3 separate regions of the Sus scrofa genome follow, and all the other regions are linked to region 1. The links are chromatin contacts, called in public Hi-C maps. All regions are on one chromosome and are shown on one strand. Each heading gives the region's core, a stretch centred on a gene start, on an enhancer-like site or on the middle of the called end of the contact. The rest is flanking DNA. Distances are from core to core; before and after follow the strand shown.

The links. Hi-C and Micro-C count contacts between places; a contact is called where the count stands out from the background.
Region 2: a contact with region 1 is called in a Hi-C map of epiblast stem cells, with 2.4 times the contacts expected there. The contact joins the promoter of WNK2 here to the promoter of NINJ1 in region 1.
Region 3: a Hi-C map of liver shows a contact between it and region 1, with 2.8 times the contacts expected there. The contact joins the promoter of CARD19 here to the promoter of NINJ1 in region 1. A contact is called at or near these places in 1 of 5 promoter capture datasets (liver), 5 of 47 Hi-C or Micro-C datasets (fetal skeletal muscle, heart right ventricle, liver and 1 more) and 1 of 2 datasets of contacts at active chromatin or transcription factors (alveolar macrophages).

What each region holds. Positions count from the first base shown.
Region 1 is chr3:42,671,028-42,674,279 of Sscrofa11.1, reverse strand. NINJ1 (ninjurin-1) reads left to right here and starts at 1,450. Exons shown (of 4, transcript XM_021088145.1): 1 at 1,450-1,612. The coding sequence starts at 1,538.
Region 2 is chr3:42,709,575-42,712,826 of Sscrofa11.1, reverse strand. It overlaps WNK2 (serine/threonine-protein kinase WNK2), which reads right to left and starts at 1,439. Exons shown (of 30, transcript XR_002342931.1): 1 at 1,187-1,439; 2 at 1-655.
Region 3 is chr3:42,631,777-42,635,028 of Sscrofa11.1, reverse strand. CARD19 (caspase recruitment domain family member 19) reads right to left here and starts at 1,513. Exons shown (of 6, transcript NM_001244277.1): 1 at 1,387-1,513. The coding sequence starts at 1,393.

The DNA of each region.
Region 1 (3,252 bases), core at 201-2,700:
GTTCAGGGTCATAGGGTCCTACAGCAGCCAGGAAACAGAGCTCTGACAGAGGCCACTGCACCTCCCCAAGGTGGCTGGAAGGATGGAGGGGGCTGGTTGCTCTCCCTTGAGAGGGGCTGGGGGCGGGTGCAACTAGGAAGAGTGAAAATCAGCCAGGCCTGAGGGCTGCGTCAGGGTCAGGACAGAACATGACGGAACACAGGGGCCTGGACGTACACATACCCTCCGAGGGAGATAACGCCTGTCCCCTCCCCACCAATCTGGCTTCTGGGAAAGGCCCGGGTCCTGGGGAACAAGGGCCGACTGAGCCAAGGGCTGGAGGAACCAACACGCTCTGGCTAGGTTGAGCGGTTGGCTCTGGCACAGGGTGCTGCCCCAAGCAAGGGGGCCCTGCCTCCCGCCTGAAGACACAGAGGCTGCTTCATGAGGCGCGGAGAGGGTACTGGCACAAAGTGGGCCCAACCTGCGGTGATCCTTCTCTGCCTTCCCCTTCCCTCTGCTCCTGTCAGAAGCCTTCACACACCCATTTCCTGGCCGAGAAAGCTCGCAGGCTCAGAGTGAGTTGGGCCCAGACAACTTATTGACCCAGGTTTCTTCTGCGGGGCGGGAGAGGTATTGGTGAGATCCTCACCGGGGCCCCCAGGGTGAGTCTCGCTGGGCAATAACACCCTACCTAACTGGCGCGCCAGGCAGTTAGTGAAGTAGCTGGGGAAAGGATTTTTCCCTCGCTTTAAGGATTAAAAGTGACAAGATCCTGCTGTGTAGCACTGGGAACTATGGTCACTTTGTTGTTGTTGTTGTTTGTCCTTTAAGGGCCACACCCACGGCATATGGATGTTCCCAGGCTAGGGGTCAAATCGGAGCTGTAGCTGCCGGCCTACACCACAGCCACAGCAACACGGGATCAGAGCCGCACCTGCGACCTACACCACAGCTCATGGCAATGCCTTAACCCTCTGAGCGAGGCCAGGGATCCAACCCTCAACTTCATGTTTCCTAGTCGGATTCGCTTCCGCTGCGACAGGAGGGCAATTCCTGCTGGTCACCTATGATGGTTCATGATAATGTCAGAAAAAAGAATGTATACATATATGGGTCACCATGCTGTGCAGTAGAAAATTGACAGAACACTGTAAACCAGCTACAATGTAAAAAAAGAAAAAAAAATCATTATATAAAAACAAAAAGTGACAAGAGCACGGAGGGACGTCCGTTGCCCACCAACAGGCGAAGTAGGGGGCTTCCGAGAGTAGAAACCCAGGCCGGGGTCTCCTGCTCCTGCGCTCCACGGTGAATGGAGGCCCGGAGCCAGGCTACTCTATCGCCGCACCATGGACTCACGCCTCGGTGTCCCGCTGGCCGGGTCTTCAGGCCCCGGCTGGGGGCGGAGTGTGAGCGAGGCTGCACCCGCGGGGCTGGCCGAGGAGGCGGTTCCGGGGCGGGCCGGGGGCGGGCCGGGGGCGGGCTCGCAGCAGAGGGTCCGCGGCTGCAGGAAGCCGCGCGAAGGCCCAGAGTGAGGCTACTCTATCGCCGCACCATGGACTCACGCCTCGAAGATTATGAGCTCAACGGCGACCTGCGTCCGGTCTCGCCCAGCTCCCCAGACGCCTCGGTAAGTACCCCTCACCCCGCGCCGCTTCGCGACCTCGGCCCGCGCCCTCCCACTCTGGGCCCCGCACCCGGGATTCCAGGCACCTAGGGGCGCCAACAGGCTGCTACGCGGCGGCTGCGCTAAGCGTGGCTGTGGCCGCCACGCCGGGTGAGTCCCGCCCCCTACCCACGCGATTGGGGCCCAGCGGTGGTCCTGGGAATCCTGCCGCCCCGGCATGTGAGCAGGGGCGCGGGCGGGTTGGGGGGCTGCGATTCGCAGCCGGGGGCGGGTAGCGCCCACTCTGAACTTCTTAGCCGAAAGGCCTGGGCACCACCTTCCACTGCCTTCCTGCCTTGGCCCCTGACTTCCCGGCTCCCACACTGCCTTCCAATTCTGCATCTCCCGTTCGCCGCGCGCCGGGACTGGGCGGAGAGGATCCCGGCTTCTGGGCCCCTGGCCATCAGTGGGCAGACAGTTACGTCACCCACGGTGTCCACGGTGACTGCACAATCCTGTGCGTGCCCTGATGGAGAACTTGTGGTCGCTGTGGTACCGTCTCCTCTCTCCACCCCCAGATCCTCAGGCTGCCCAGAGCCTGCCCTGCTGGCTGTGGACATGGGGCAGGCCCTGGCAGAGGTCCCATATTAGAGCTAATACTCTCCCGCCCTGGGGTCCTGTCTCACTGCTAGGGCAGCCCCGGAGTATCAGTTCCTGACCGGCTTTGCCTGGGACCAGTGCTTCCCGAAGGCCTCTGTGGCGCAGTTCTGCATACTGCCCTCCGGTAACTTGTTGACTTTGGACATTCTTTCAATTTCTGACCCCCTGGGGATGGGGGCAGGGATGGTGGCCTCTCAGCCAAGTAAGCCAGACTAAGGCAGACAGAGACTGGCACTGCCCAGGTGTAGGTGACCAGTCCTAGATGATGTTGCAGTCACAGGCCACATTTAGGGGGTGAGGGGAGAACCTGTGAGGCAAGGCCCTAGACTGCAGAGTGGGACTCCCCGATGCCCCTGGCCCCCCATCGGTAATCCTTTCCACTCTTCTCCATCCTTGGAGGAGCCTTTCCAGGGCCCCAGCTATCTTGCTAGCTCTTCAGTAACGTCTCACAGCCCCTGGGTTGTCCCTAGGTTGGAGATGAGGAAACTGGGGACTGAGAAGAGCCTCCCCCACCCCAACCTCTGTGGCCTGCCCTGGCTGGTGAGCACTTTGGAGCAGTGGGCTGTGTGCCCTTGGGGAGGCTGCTTCACCTCTCTGTTCTGTCTCCTACCCATGATCTGAAAAGGGAGAACAAATGACCCCTGCCTACATTTGGGGAAGTGGGAAGAGCACATCAGGTAACACATGGCTGGGATGCTGGTTTGAAAGGGAAGGATTCAGCTCACCTCCCAGCCTTTGGCTGCACTTTCACTCCAAGCCTCATCTGCTCATCTTGGCCTTGGCAAGCAGGATGGGTGTGCTCAGGAATCACTGCATTGGCTTTGGGACCAGCTGCAGGCAATGCCACCGTGTACTGCTCAGACTTGGTCTGAGAGCCGAGACCAGCTCAGATAGGGAAGCCAGAGCCAAAGTGACAGACTCCCAGGGGCTGGTCGTAATGGCAGGTGGGAGTGGGGTCAGGAAGGCTTACCCATCAGGAGAGACATTGGTGCTGAGCCCTGGAG
Region 2 (3,252 bases), core at 190-2,689, 39 kb before region 1:
GCTACCTCCACCCAGGTCTCAGTGTCCAGCCCCTTGTAGACCGTCTTGAAGGAGCCTCGGCCAAGCTCAATGTCGAACTTGAGGAAGCGGCCATCCAGGGAGGTGGCCACGGCCTTGAGGTCATCCTCGTCGTCCTCCTCCTCCTCGGGCTCCTCCCGGCGTGTGCGCCCGAGCTCAGGCCTCGCCTCGGGCGCCCCAGCGTCCTCCTTCTTCGCAGCTTCCGCCTCCTCCTCGCTGGGGCCACCATCCGGGACCGGCGTGGGCGCGGGGTCTGGGCCAGGCTCCTGCGTGCCAGCAGGCTCGGGGACCGGGTCGGCAAGGGCGCCCGGCGGCGCTGCAGGCGCGGCAGGAGCGGGGGCAGCCGGGCGTCCGCGGGCGCGCTCAGCGATGAGGCGGCGCGTCTTGCAGAGCAGCAGCACCCTGCGCTGCAGCGGCTGCGGGGGCTGCGCGCCCGGGGCCTCGGCAGCCTCCAGGCCCGGCGGCTCCTCTTGGTCCGACTCCACCACGCTGCGCCGCAGGAAACGCTGGGGCCCGGGCCGCGCCGCCCGCGCCCGCGGCACCGCCGCGGGCTCCGCCATGCCCGCGGGCCCCGCACCGCGCCCGGCCTCCATCAGTGCGCCGGGGGCTTCTCGGCGGCCGCCATCGTCGTCCATCTCTGCGGGCAAGGACACAGAGGCTGGTGTGAGCTCGGGCCCGCCGCACCTGCCCGGGCTGTGGGATGAGACAGCGCCGCCCCGGGGCCCGTTCCCTGTCCGCCCCGGCAGTGCAGAGGCCTACTGGGCAGTCTCTGAGGAGGGGGCTACAGGAGGCCGGGTTGGGTGGGAGGGGACCGTGCCCTCCTCAGGCCTGGGCCGCAGAGGGGGCCTGCTGGGATGTCCCAGGGGGGCCGGGAAGAGGGGCACCTGTGCCCTGCCCAGCCCCAGGAAAGGGGGCCTACTGGGATGTCCCTGGAGGTGGGAGGGGGTGAAGACAGGGCCGGGAGGCTCGGGCTAGGGGTGTGGGGGGCCCGTGTCCGGTTCAGCCCTGGGCCGCGGAGGGACGAAGGAGGTTGGGGGAGAGGGAGGTAATGGCCAGGCGGCTGCTCCACAAAGGACGGCGGCCCGGGGCGCAGGAGGGGCGAGCGGGGAGGGGGCTGCGGCGGCGCGGCGCGCACACAAAGGCGACGGGCGGGGGGCTCGGGACTCACAGGGTGAACGGGCGCCGTCCATGCCCGCGGCCCGGCAGCCAGGACCGGCGAGGCCGCGCTCAGGGCCGGTATCGGGGCTGGGGTCCGCGCTCGGTCCGGGGTCGCTCTCAGAGCCAGGATCCGCGCTCCGGGCCCAGGTCACCTCGGCGCCGGGTCGCGGCGCTTCTCCCTCGGGCCGGCCCGCTGCGGGGCCGCGCTCCCGCGTGCTGCTCCGGCTCCGCGCGGCTGCGCTCCCGCACCGCCTCCGACCCGGCGCGCGAGAAGGGCGGGGCATTCGGCTGCCCGCCCCCGGTTGGCGCGGCGGGGCGGGGCCTGGCACGCCCACCTGGCCTCGGGTGCGCGCGGCCACCTGCGGGCGGGCCCCCGGGCCACCCAGGCCCGCTTCGGCCCTCAAGCTACCTGCTCCAGGAGGCACTACTGGCCCCCCGTCCTCGAGGCTTTTTGGAATGCTCCGGGAGGCTGCTGGCCCCGATGGCCTGTTATTCCCCCCTGCAGAACTGGCTTGGCCTTCCTGGTTTGTCCACCTGGAGTAGCTGCCGATTTCTTCAAGACGCGTTCAGTCCAGAAAGACACCCTAAGTTCAAGCCTATCCGTTTCAAGCTTGCCCATGACGGATGTGCCTAGGTCTGTCAAAGGAAAACTGAGAAGGGATGAAGCGAAGCGTACTACAGACGGATGCATGCAAGCCAGTCCGGCCTTCGTGCTCCCTGGGACAAGCTAGTGGCATATGGGCATCATGCCTGCCTGATGATGGAGGAGACGGCTGGCAATTCACATCATCACTTGCAGGCTGCTGCCCACCCACAGCTGGCAGATGTGCATAATATGGCATCAGTATCCCTACACATCGCAGGGGAAGCCCAGGCTCTGGGAAACTGGGAAGCACTGCCCCTGACTGAGTGCTATGTGCTCTCTGAGCCATTAGGGGTAGTTTTGGGCAGCTCTGCCTTACAGGCTTCTCATGACAAGGAACCCACTTTCTCTGCTGATGCATGACCATGAGTACACAGCTAAGCAGCTAAGACAGTTTGCTCATTCATGAGATACATATAATGGTCAGAGCACAGCTGGATTTCAACACATGCTCACGAAGACAGAAAGGAAGACAGGGCTCACGCTCTGCCTCTGCTCCAGTCAGTCCCCAGCATAGCCCACTGGTAGGAAGGTTAGGGTCTGCCTTGCCCCCAGGGAGCCCAGTTAAGAGGTACTTTTTGGAGCAGGTCTGACTTTGACTATTCTCAGGAGCACGCCGTCAGTCTAGTACAGCCCCTGAGGGCCACTTCCCTGGGTGCCTCACTCAGGCCACAGCATGGAGAGGTGGCACTCACTTGAAAACTATGCAGGCCCCACCCCAAAGGCAGGTGAAACAGCAGGGAGCCTAGGTCCCAAAAGCGGACAGGGGCCAATGGGGAAGACCGTGTTAGGAGAGCAGAGCAGGGAGGCAGCAGGGGTATCCTGGAGTGATGGGGACAGGGCACCTGAAGGAAGGGGTTGGGGCAGATGGATGGGTGGGGACACTTGGGCCACCCAAGCTTAGGCTCCTAGGCTCTGGAGGCTCCTGCAACTCTCTCTGAAAATGATGGGAAGGGCAAATGATGGGGCCCCTGGGGAAGTCTCCCCATCCGGTGGGAGCCAAAAAGTTCCATAATAATTTTTCTTTCTTCTTCTTCTTCTTTTTTTTTTTTTTTTTTTTTTTTTGCCTATTTTTTTTAGGGCCGTACCCACGGCATGTGAAGGTTCCCAGGCTAGGGATGTAATCGGAGCTGTAGCCGCCAACCTTCACCGGAGCCACAGCAACACTGGGTCCGAGCCATGTCTGCAACCTGCACCACAATTCACGGCAACGCCAGATCCTTAACCTACTGAGCAAGGCCAGGGATGGAACCAGCAACCCCATGGTTCCTAGTCAGATTTGTTAACCACTGAGCCATGATGAGAACTCCTCCTTCTTTTATTTTACTTTTTTAACAAGTTTATTACTCTCATAAGCTGTCTTTAGATAACACTAAATTGTAAATGAAACCATTCACACGGTATTCTCTCCCTCTTACTCTCTCAAAGAGAGA
Region 3 (3,252 bases), core at 264-2,763, 39 kb after region 1:
TAGCAGTTCTGAACAGAAAGGCCCAGGTGCACAGGAGGTACAACAGACCCCTGAACAAGGTGAAGGTGGGGGCATAGACCCCTGAGCATGGAATATCCATACATAACTTTACAGTCGGCCCTGTGGATCCAAGATTCTATATCCTTGGATTCAACTAACCTCATATCACGTAGTAGTATAACATATTTATCAAAAAAAAAAAAAAGTCCACATACAAATGGATCCTCACAGTTGAAATTCCAGTTGTTCAAGGGTCAACTGTACTTAGAAACAGCAGCCACAGATAAAAAGGGTTCAGGGAGATGAGAACAGAGTGCATAACTGCTAGGGTCCCTTCTGGCTTCGGCTGGGACACTGATGTCCTGGAAATCACCAGGTTCCTGCCCAAGAAATCCTATTTGTGTGCAGGACTTGGGCTGGGTCTCCAGTGAGTGTTGGGGAGAGAACAGGGACTTCTGGGAACTCCCTGACCCCCTGGGCTACCCCTAGGTGACTTCTGCCTCATGAAGCAGAATAGTGGGGCCCTTGAAATGAAGTATCGCTTCTGGGAGCCACCACATTCCCTGACCACACTGTCATGGGCTCTGTCACCAGCCTGTCATTTTCATGGAGCTTCTCCTACAGGAGAAGGTCTACAGAAAAGGGCCACCCTGTTCAGTTAGGGTCAGGAAGGCAGTGGGCAGGTCCAGAGAGGTCCTGGGTGGGGTAGAGTGGATTGAGGGTAGGGGTGGGGGGTGTAGGTTGCTGGGCTGGAGACCCTGTCCTGGAAAAAGATGCTGGAGGGCCTTAAACAATCCAGTATGGAGCGCAAAGCGTGTGCACAATTCTCCTGGGCCTGTCCCCACTGGGCAAGGGGTGCAGAATGGGAGGTACCAGAGATTCCCCTGACTACCAACCACTGCCCAGGAATGAACCACCTGACGCCATTCTCAGTCTATTATCTCCTGATAGGAGCACATAGTAGAACCCAGAACCTAAAAGAGTATTCCTCGCACACCTTTGACTTTAACCTCCCACTGTCAGGCCACATCCCCAGCCCAGAATCTCCTGACCCACAGACATGCACTGATCCCTGCCTTCCCGACACCACCCAAGACCTGGCCCCCACTCACTAGAACCTTCCACGGCATGCCCTGGCCTCACCCCTCAGAACCATCCCAGGCCCAGCCTCTGTCGCCCAGAACCCTCCAGAGCCTGGCCTGGCCTCGTCCCCCAAGAAACTGGCCCCAGGCTGCACGCCGCTTTGCCGCGGTCCCGCCGTCACGGGCAAGGTCACTCCCGTCGCAGCGAGGGGCCTCCCCTGGGGTGGTATCGGGACACCGGACCCTACGGGCCACCGTGGCCGCGCGCCTGTCCCTGTCAGGCACGACCCCGGACAGCGCTCACCTGTCATGGCGGCGGCACAGCGTGCACCCAGCCGGCCCGTCCCCCTGCCGCCGTCTGTCTGTCTGGTTGTCCGGTCCGCTGCCCGTCAGCCCCGGTGACCGCCGCCCGCCCTGGCCCGCTCTTTCCCGGCGGGCCCCGCCCCCAGCATCATCGCGACTAAGTCCTAACCCTGCCCCTCACTTAGCCCGCCCTCTCCCGTTAGGCCCCGCCCACGGCGTCGGCGCCATCGCCGCCATCGCCGCCAGGGCTCTAAACGCCGCAGCTCCCTCCAGCCTGGTTTCCTAGCGCGTGGGAACAGACGCCGCTAGGAGCCCTTAGCCCCGCCCCGCACTGAGCCCGCCCCTCCCACTAGGCCCCGCCCACGGCGTCGGCGGCGTCGCCTCAAGGGTTCTAAACGCCGTACCTCCCCCGCAGCCCCGCTTCCTAAGGCGTGGTAATGGACGCCGCTAGGGGCCCTCGGCCCCGCCCCTCACCGAGCCAGCCCTTCCGGGCGGCCCTGACTTGGCTCTGTCACCGCTGGCGCTCTAAACCCACCCACACTGAGCCCACCCCCGCTGGCGCCACTACGCCTCTGCCACAGTCCTGCATCCCGCCCCTCTCTGAGCCCAGGAAGCCTTGGGCCTCATTCTTGCCAGGAAGAGATGCCCTCAGCTCCGCCCCTCACAGAGTTCCTCCCGCACCCCGCCTTTTCCCACGTGGTCCCGCCCCCAGTCTAGCCCCGCCCCTTTCGGCGCATGTCCTTTGCCGCTGCATCCTGAGCCCCGGCCCTCGCCGGATCCTCTGGGGCAACCTCGCGGGTCTCCTCCTCACTCCTCCCCGACCCCCCACCTTGGACCCGCTCTTGTTCCACCCTGTCTTGGTCTAGGGTGGGGGTAGCCAAGCTCCGGACCCCGCTAAGCGTTTCTGGACACGGTCTGCCATGCCATTGCCGCCACTCCTGGAATGAGGAAACTGGAGAATGGGTGCATTTGTCGGCTGGAAACCCCAAAATTCTTGGGCCGAGTCGTAGGAGGTCACCACACGGGCACCGTCCCTTCCTCAAACGCTGGGAGTGAACCTGGCCTGGCTTAACTGAGAGCCCAGCCCCGTCCTACCCCAGGCTACCTCAGACCTTGAGACAACGGGGTAGGAGGTCCGGGTAACCTGACTTGGCAGTGCGTTAGTGCAAGTCCAGGCCCTTCCTCTGCAAGCCGCGCACAGGCCACTTAGGGGCCTCCCGGACGGGGCCTGTTGTCCACTGGTGGAATGGCCTGACCCCCACCTCCATTATTTTGCATCTTTCATCCTGGATCATGGCTTTGCGGACAAAAAATGTTACCTATCATCCCAGTAAATAATGAAAGTTACCCGCCGTCAAGTCTTTAGCCACTACGCCACCACCACCACCCGAGGGGAATTTAAGATAGAGGAAAAACAAGTTACCGGCCCTGGATCATTAAGATGCATATCTAAGGAATACTTTTATTGAGGGAGATTCTAGCATCTTCGCAAATGTAGAAAAGCACATTAACTTGAGGTGTAATCTTTTGATGTTCAACTACTTTGGGTGTTTCGTTTTTTTCTTTTTTCAGCAAAAGCTCTTGTATTTCCTGGCTCCCCCTTCACCTCTTTGAAACCGTCAACTGAAAAAATGCACAACCTAAAAGTTGAGAATTATGTTTTATTCAATGGACTTTCTGAGGATTTCAAGGCCTGGAGGGAGCCTCTCAGCTCTGAGAGATTGCTCTGAAGAGGTAGGGGAGGAGCCAAGGTATATGGGAGTTTCACAAAAAAGACCAGGTAGTTGGAACATCAAAAGATTACAGGTAATTAAAAAAAATCAGATATCTCAAGGTTTTGTTGTTGTTGTTGTTGTTTTTTGCTTTT